Regions from separate parts of the Mus musculus genome. Here region 1 is linked to region 2. A link is a contact called in public HiCAR-type data. All regions are on one chromosome and are shown on one strand. The core of a region is the stretch at or near the end of the contact, and the rest is flanking DNA. Distances in the headings are between cores, read along the strand shown. Region 1 holds the start of Clp1 (CLP1, cleavage and polyadenylation factor I subunit). Region 2 has its middle 31 kb from the start of Zc3h15.

Region 1 (4,601 bases), core at 665-3,164, 1.1 Mb before region 2:
TTTCCTCTTCTGATTCAGTCCAGGACCTCAGGCCATGAAATGGAGCTGTCCACATTCAAGGCAAATCTTCCTCTTCAGTTGCATTTTTCTGAAATCCTTTCACAGATACACCCAAAGTTGCACCACCCTTGGTGTCCAAGGACTGATTCAATTAAGTTGGCAAAAGAAATGAACCCTTGCCAGGCGTGGTGGCATACGCCTTTAATCCCAGCACTTGGGAGGCAGAGACAGGAGGATTTCTGAGTTCAAGGTCAGCCTGGTCTACAGAGTGAGTTCCAGGACAGCCAGGGCTACACAGAAACCCTGTCTCGAAAAACCAAAAAAAAAAAAGAAATGAACCATCAAAAAAAAAAAAAAAAAGAAAAAAAAAAAGAAAAAAAAAAAGATCTACCTTTAAGCCTTTAAATCCACCTTTAATGTTTTTAAATCCAGTACTCTGGGGGCAGAGGCAAGTGGATCTCTGTTTGAGGCCAGTCTGGTGTATGTAGTGAGTTCCAAGACAGCCAGAACAGTGAAGACACTGTCTTAAAACAGCAGCAGCAGTAGTAGCAACAAAAACAACAAAAGTCTACCTCTACTAATAACTGAGTTCTTGAGCAAATGTCACTGATTAGCCTAGTTTTCTCCTCAGATGAAATTGGAGATGTTATACCTACCTGGGTTTGTTGGGTATTTTTTTTTTTTTGTTTTTTTGTTTTTTTTTCGAGACAGGGTTTCTCTGTATAGCCCTGGTTGTCCTAGAACTCACTTTGTAGACCAGGCTGGCCTTGAACTCAGAAATCCGACTGCCTCTGCCTTCCAAGTGCTGGGATTAAAGGCGTGCGCCACCACTGCCCGGCTTGTTGGGTACAGTGACACAGACACCTGGAACTACTTTGAAAAATGTATAAACAGATATTATAGTCTCCCCAGTCTATAATAAAAACTTAAGGCTAACATCAGATACTTTCTATATTATAGGCATTGTGCTTAGCACATATGTCTCATCTAATCTTCAAAACAACTTTAGGAGGTTGAATACTGTTATTATTCCCATTTTATAGACAAGAGATGTCTCAGGGAAAGGGAGCCTGTCAGGCAGTAAAATAATATAAGTTTCCAAAGGCCATACTCATGAAGTGGATTATAGGCGTGGAACCAGTTAGCAGTGGTGTCAACGATTTTGAATAACTGTCAGATGTGCATAGAGAAACAGTTTAGAATCTGGCAGAAGTTGTTGGATAATGACTGATTCATAAGATAAACGAAAGAAATCATAGGACTTTTATTCTATATTTACTAAAGTAAAAAAATCAGCCTGGTTATTGGCTTAAGTCTGTAAATCCCAGAAGTCAGATCAGAGGCAGGAGAATCTCATGGAGTGCCAGGTTGGCACCTTGAGCATACAGAGGAGGTGGGGGTGGGGGCAGGGAGAGAGGGAGAATTACACTTTGTTTCTTCTATGTGCCAGTTCCGCATAGACTCAAATGGGTACTGCTTGACCTGATGTGTGTGTGTTCGCGTGCGCGTGCGCGTGTTTCTGCCACTTTCCAGCTGCCTGGGTCTCCGGCTTAGGCTAACTTCCCCACTTTTTGGCTTGTGGTCTAGTCGAGCAGAGCTCTGATCTAGACAGTGATGCAATGCCTCTCCCTTTCTGGTCGCCCTTAGCTTTCCTGGACAGCAGATAGGGAGAGACCCTATAACCACCTCCCTCCCGAGGGCGAACCAGCAACTTCTCCTCTCCGCCTCCGGTCGTCTTCCCACACAAAGTGACGGCGCTGCCCCGCCCACCTCCGCGGGTCACCGAACAATCCTTGAACTATATTTCCCAGAGGGCCAAGCGGCGACGCGCGCTCACTCACTCCAAACTACAGGTCCCAAGATGCATCACGCGATCGCGTCTTCTACTACTGCGCAATTGCGGAACCGCCTTTGCTTTCCGGCTAGTATTTAGGTGAACGTTATTCGTGGTTTGCTGAGGTCCGAGGTTTGCTGAGGTCGGAGGTTTCCAGAGGTCCCAGGTTTCTGTGAAGCTGGTTTTGAGTCCGTGCCCGTATAGGTAAGGCTTAAGGATCCCAATTACCTTTGAGAAGCCCCGGCAGATTTTGGTGTCGGAGCTAACTAGACCCAGAATTGTGGTTCAGAATTAGAAATAGTAATTTAAATTTCTTTGGTAGTTTGTTGTTTGTTTGTTGTTGTTATTTCGAGACAGGGTTTCTATGTGTAACCCTGGCTGTCCTGGAACTCAGAAATCCACCTGCCTCTGCCTCCGCCTTTCAAGTGCAAGGACTAAAAGGCGTGTGCCACCACTGCCCGGCAGTAGTTTCTAATTTACAATGTTTTGTTTTTCCAACTGTGGTCCTTGTTATTCCCGGCCCAGCACCGTTACAAGAGGACGTGTAAAAGCCCACCATATAGCAGCTGGGGAGTTGGTTCAGGTATTAAGTCGTTGGATTATAGTAAGTAACTACTAGTAGTCCCAGAGTTGGACATGCAACTGTTTTCTGAGTCTGCACCCAGTGTCCTGTTCTTTGCATACGATTCAGAGCTTGTTTCGTGTTGGCTAAGGGAGCTGGACAATGGGCATGTGTTACTTTGTTTTCCAATAGAGTGATGGAGGAAAGACTATGCAATTCAAATCTCCTGTTAGTTACATCGGTAGGTAGTTTTCTTTTTATGTCCTAGTCATTCACTCTTACTTTTTGTTGAGGTGTGTTACTATTCCACCTACCAGAGGCCCAGGAGCAAACAAAAATACCTTTACTGCTGGATAGTGGAGGCGCACGTGTTTAATCCCAGCACTTGGGAGGCAGAGGCAGGTGGATTTCTGAGTTCCAGGGCAGCCTGGTCTACAGAGCATTCCGGGACAGCTAGGGCTACACAGAGAAACAAACAAAACAAAACAAAACACCTTTAGCTTCTGGTTGTGGAGAGACTGGCTGTAAACAGTGAGTCTGGCAGCAATAAGAACTGCAGAAAAAGATAAAGGGACTAAACCAGTGGAAGATTTTTTTGAATAGTGGCCTGATGTGGTGATTTAATCAAATGTTTAATTTGGGTCCTAGGCACGTCAGCTTTACTGGAAAGATGAGCGAGGAATCCAATGATGACAAGAAGCCAACGACTAAGTTTGAACTAGAGCGAGAAACAGAGCTTCGATTTGAGGTGGAGGCCTCTCAATCGGTTCAGTTGGAGTTGTTGGCTGGCATGGCGGAGATCTTTGGCACAGAGCTGACCAGAAACAAGAAATTCACTTTTGATGCTGGTGCCAAGGTGGCTGTTTTCACTTGGCATGGCTGTTCTCTGCAGTTGAGTGGCCGGACTGAGGTGGCTTATGTCTCTAAGGACACCCCTATGTTGCTTTACCTCAACACTCATACAGCCTTGGAGCAGATGCGGAGGCAGGCAGAAAAGGAAGAAGAGAGAGGTCCCCGAGTGATGGTAGTAGGTCCTACTGATGTGGGCAAGTCCACTGTGTGTCGACTGCTACTCAACTACGCAGTGCGTTTGGGCCGCCGTCCTACTTACGTGGAGTTAGATGTAGGCCAGGGCTCTGTGTCCATCCCTGGTACCATGGGGGCCCTGTACATTGAGCGTCCAGCAGATGTGGAAGAAGGTTTCTCCATCCAGGCCCCTCTTGTGTATCATTTTGGCTCCACCACGCCTGGCACCAACATCAAGCTTTACAATAAGGTCAGAACTGGAATTTAAGAGGGGGTGGAGGGAAAAGTTACAATCAGGGTAGGAAGTAGGGAACTTTGTTACTTAGAACTGCAAAATTTTCCTTTTGAATATAATTGCCTTTCTTATTTTTATTTTTTGGTGTGGTATTACTGCCACCTGATTTCATAAGATCATTTTAACATAAGTCAGCTGTAGACTGCATAGCATCTTGTGGCATTATTCGTAGTAACTCATTATTAAGAGGTAAAACAGGAAGCAGGGGGCTTGGAGACATGGCTCAGCAGTTAAGAGTCTGGCATATGCTGGGCAGTGGTGGCTCACACCTTTAATTCCAGCACTTGGGAGGCAGAGGCAGGTGGATTTCTGAGATCGAGGCCAGCCTGGTCTATAGAGAGAGTTCTAGGACAGCCATGGCTACATGGAGAAATCCTGCCTTGAAAAACCAAAAAAAAAAAAAAAAAGGGGGGGGGTCTGGCATATACCTTTAATTTTAGCAGATTCAGAGGCAGTCCAGTCTCCATAGTGAATTCCAGGACATAGTAAGACCCTATTGCAAACAAAACAAAACCAAAATCAAAAACAGTACTACTCCTGTCAAGGGTCAGAGTTGACTTCCTAGCACCCATGTCATGCTATTCCCAGTTGCCTGTCACTCCAGTGCTAGGAGGATCTGATGCCTTAGGCCTCTGTGCACCTGCACTCATGTGCACAGGCAGACATACAGATACATAATAAAAAATAAAACACTGTAAAAAAGAAGCTTAAGTAACATAAAGTTAAATCCATGTTATGGGGTTAAAACCACAGTCATTAAAAACATCAATTTTGATGTTAATATATCAGTGGGTATTGTAGCTGATCCCTATAATCCTAGGACTTGGAAAGCTAAGATAGGACTTTCAGGAGTTTGAAGCTAGGCTAGAGCTTTGTACTAAAAC
Region 2 (4,488 bases), core at 720-3,219:
TTTGTAGACCAGGCTAGCCCTGAACTCAACAGATTCACCTGCTTCTGCTTGCTGGGATTAAAGGCTCATGCCATCATGCCTAGTATACTTCCAGATTTTCAAACACAGTATTAAGCAATAGCCATTACAATGACATGATACAAAGCATGTAGAAATACATTCTTTAACAGCTGAATGCCTTTTATTTTTGAGGACTTCCTACACTGTTAGCATCATTTCCATGGTGCTCCTCCCCAACACAATTCCTCCACACAGCCTCTTGAATTTGTGACTATGAACTCGTGACGATGACTGCTTCTATATTACTTTCATACACACCTGCTGAGTCCAGATAGTGTTGCCTCGATGGGCCCCAAACTACAGGCTCTCCCTCTCTCAGCCACTGACTACCTGGAGTTCTTCATCTAGAGCGGGGCCTAATAGAATGTTCCTTTATCCATGTTCAGTATTCATTACAAAAATGCAAGTCCTAGGGAGATGGCACTAAAATGAGTTCTTGGTCATAAGGAGACACTTTTTGAGGGATTGAAAAATGTGCCCATAAGGCCAGATTTGGTGGCTCAGCACATGGGAGACAGAGGCAGGGCATCTGATCCCAGGCGAGCTACGTACCGAGATTCTGCCTTAGAACAAAATTGACAGAAGACAAAAACATAAAGTCAAAGCACAACTGTTTCTTTTCTAGCTGCGGAGATAAAATACTAGACAAAAGCAATTTTAGGGAGGGTTTCCTCTGGCTCACTAAGTAGACCTCTTTCAACTACAGTGGAGAAGGGGATGGGGGAAGCACCAGCAGGCCAGTACCTCGCAGCCCTTCCTGTTATTGGTTCTTCAATAAATCTTATCAAGAAAATTCCTCACTGGCATATGCTGCGGCACCTCTCCTAAATGACTCTAGGTTCAAGTTTATAATCACTGTGATCTAACACTTCTCTCCAACAAAACAACAAAATCCCCCCTCAAAGACATGAACATAGAAGCAAAAGGCACACCTGTGAATTTGGGGCCCTGTGTTTTGGTGAATCAAAGACATGAAAGGACTCCATCATTAGACTATTTAAGGATGTTACTATTTCTCAAACGGGAACACGCAGATGAGACATAAAAACCCACAAGACACAGTCATAGCTGCCTGTTCCCAGTGCGACTGTCTGAGTAAGCACTTGCAGCTCCACCGGGAGGCAGCCTCACAGCTGAAGAACAAGCATTTGAATCCCCCTTTTCCTAAGAAGGAAACCCAGGATATAAAACACATCACACTGAGCAATCAGAATCAAGACATAGCAACAAAGCCAGGACAGCCAAGACCTTGAAGACCATGCCTGCATTCCATTCTCCTTGGCTGGCAATCTAGAGCTTTTGAAGAGTTATGAAGCAGAACTCAGGACTAACAGGGCTAGGCCCCAGGAAGCTAAATCTGGCAGGGCTTTGGATGTATCAGTTCTGGGAAGGAAATAAGTTAACAGTTAAGTTTGGTGACTGTAATCTGAGGTTGGAAAGTACACCAGTTTCTATTAAGAGAACCCTCCCTTGTTTTCACCATGTCTCTCATACTCTAGATGTTCCTGCTCTGGAAGATAAACCATGTATGTCAAATTCTGAACAAAGATAAGAATCTGCTTAAGAGACAGTGACCATGTGAACAGAAAAGAGCACTGCTGCAGGAGAATTCCTGGTGTGGTACAATGACTGGTTGTTTTCAGTCCAAGTCTCTGGATAAGATTTCAATAACGAGAGAAAAGAAATGGAAAAAAAAATCTAGGAGATTTTGGAGAAAAAAAGACTTTAGTCTGGAATTTGACATACTGGCAGGAAATACATGTTACTGTGAGCAGCTTATTGGAAATACTCGAGAGATAGAGCCACTCATGTGGAAGTGATTATGGCAATCACGAGAGCAAGTGAGGCTGGCAAAGGACAGAACACAAAGATGGCAGAGAAGCCTGAATCACAGAGAAAGGCTCGGCAGGAAACCCCTCCCTCTGATGTGAAGTATCAAACAAGGTTCCAGGCAGTTCTGCAACAGCTTTACAGTCAGGGCAGATGACATTACCAACGGCCTATGGGAAGTCTGAGTGTGGCTGGCTAGGAAGCCTATGGGCAACTTCACAGCCCATGTCCTGCTTAGTATTTCCACCAGGTTTATTCTTGGCAAAAGTGGAAGGCTGGAACAGAAGCAGACCAAAGTTGCCCACTGTATCAAAAACAGACACGTTAGACCAACTTGGCTATGTCTCTGACTATAAGTGCCTGCTTAGAAGAGAAATGTACGCATATAGTTAATAATGCCAAGTTTGAGGCTGGAGAGATGGGGAGTGGTTAAGAGCACTGGCTGCTCTTCCAGAGGACAATATGGCAGTTTATGACTGAAACTCCAAGATTGAACACCTTCGCATAGACAGACATGTGTGAGGCAGGCAAGACACCAATACACATTAAAAATAAATAATAACAATAATGATGATAAAGAATGCCAAATTGCAAAATGAATTTAGGCAGTTTTGAGTTTGTGAGGTGAAGATTTTACTACTTACCAAGGCAACTACTTTTTCTAGACTGGCTATGTGCTTTTCAAATATAAATTTGTGTGCAGGTTTATCGTGGAAAGTCTCTGCAGTGTATGGATGCACGTGTGTGGGGCTCAAGGACACCGCAGGCAAGTCCTTGGGAACCACTGTGTTACTCACTTTTCTGCTGCTGTGATGAAATACAATGAGCAAGGCGATAGTGTTTTGGGGCATTCAGTCCCAGGGAGACTTGCTCATCGCTATGTCAGAGAAGCAAGGTAGGTGTGGTAACAGGAACAGGTCACGTTCACCTAGCTAATCCCAAGTAGGAAGCAAAAGGGATGCACTAGAAACGGCTCGTTTTTCAATTCCCCCACGCTCTACTTCCTCTAAAGTAATGGCTCCCTAACGTCCCAAATAGCAGCAGCTGGGAACCAAGTGTTCAGATGCCCGAGGCTATGTGGGGCATCTTACTCAAGCTACCACAACTGTGCACTTCAAATATTAGTTATGTATTGTCCCATGGCACAATGTGGAGGTCAGAGGACAACTTCGGGGAGTTGGCTCTTTTCTGTCACATGGACCCCAGGGACGAAATGCAGATAGATCATCAGTATTGGCAACAAGCCCCTTCTGTTACCCACTGAGCCATCTCACCAGCCTCCACCTATGGAGACAGGGTTTCTCCCTCGGACCTGAGGCTGATTAGGGCAGAGTGGCAGGCTAGTGAGCCCCAGGGACTTGTCTCTGCCTCTCAGCACTGGGATAACAATCCCAACATTTCACGACGGGGCTGAGGATCAAACTCAGCTCCACCTGCTTACACAGTAAGCAACTTACCCGCCACTTGCAAAGCCCCGAGAAAGCCTAGCTTTTAATACTGCGCATGCTCAGTAGTAAGCTGTGGAGAGTCGTCACGATTGTTAGTAATAGTTTCATGCTTTTGAAACTGAACTGCAATATTCATTAAAGTAAAAATGACTCTGGCTTACTGGCAGTGTCTAGAACATGGTGACCCATGCAGGCGATGAACAGCCTCTTCTCCAGAACGGTTTTACAGCCAAAAGATTCCATCCGTGATAGGTTTAGAGAACATGGCCAAATTTTCCACACTGTATGCTTTCTGAATTTCTAAGGCCTAGTTTTAAAAGCTCAGAGCTTGAATAGGTTGTCATCACTTCAAGTGTTTCCTCACATATGAAGGCCGTTCCACAGATTATAACTGACCTGGAAAGTCCTACAGGAGTGATGTCATAGCTGTCTAATGTTCAAACAAGATACTACAAGTATTGGTGGTGATATGGTGTAAACAAACTTACTGTGCTGCCAACTGTACAAAAATACAGCCTATGAAAAAGCCAGGGCATGGGAGTTTGCCTAGAATACCAAGGATGTGGAGGTGAGGGGTTTGTTGAAGTTTAGGACAAATTAATGACCTGGCCAACATAATAAAAACTCATTTGAAAAAAAACAAAACAAAAAACAGAATCCCTAAACAAAAATTAACCAATGCCTCTCTCCTCTATATAATTATGCATAGTAAATAGCTGGTAATATATAACCAGGGTACTGGTTTATAACTTCACTGAATTTCAACAGTAAGAGTGGGTGTCTAGCCAGGCAGTGGCACCTGCCTTTAGTCCCAGCACACAGGGGGCAGAAGCAGGTGGATTTCTGAGTTTGAGGCTAGTCTGTTTTTCTACAGAGTGAGATCCAGGACAGCCAGGGTTACTCGGAGAAACCCTGTCTCAGAAAACAAACAAGAAAGAAGGAAAGAGGGAGGGGTGGACTTCTAAGCCAGGCACAGCAGCATTCAGGAAGTGGAAGCAGGATCAGATTTCCAATGCCATCCTCTGCACACATCCACACCGTTTTGAGGCCAGTCTGCACTATGAGATCTTGTCTCAAAAACAAACACAAGTGGATTCTTAATATAAAAGTGTACTGTTGAAACAGCAAGCTGGATTCTACCAACAGCAGC

The links. HiCAR-type assays count read pairs that join an accessible place to other places.
Region 1: a contact with region 2 is called in a HiCAR-type map of astrocytes, with 4 times the contacts expected there. The contact joins the promoter of Clp1 here to the enhancer-like site in region 2. A contact is called at or near these places in 7 of 39 promoter capture datasets (the C10 cell line, cranial neural crest, embryonic stem cells and 4 more), 2 of 115 datasets of contacts at active chromatin or transcription factors (astrocytes and microglia) and 1 of 9 other capture datasets (adipose tissue).

Annotation. Positions count from the first base shown.
Region 1 is chr2:84,724,600-84,729,200 of GRCm38.p6, reverse strand. It overlaps Clp1 (CLP1, cleavage and polyadenylation factor I subunit), which reads left to right and starts at 1,914. Exons shown (of 3, transcript NM_133840.3): 1 at 1,914-2,038; 2 at 3,045-3,672. The coding sequence starts at 3,067.
Region 2 is chr2:83,673,317-83,677,804 of GRCm38.p6, reverse strand. No RefSeq gene overlaps it. Among named protein-coding and RNA genes, the nearest start is that of Zc3h15, 31 kb to the right of the region's middle. Within about 2 kb of position 1,969, at least 59 of the 459 cell types and tissues checked have an H3K27ac peak or open chromatin away from gene starts, as enhancers often do. A contact at or near this core is called in adipose tissue and astrocytes, where this site is marked.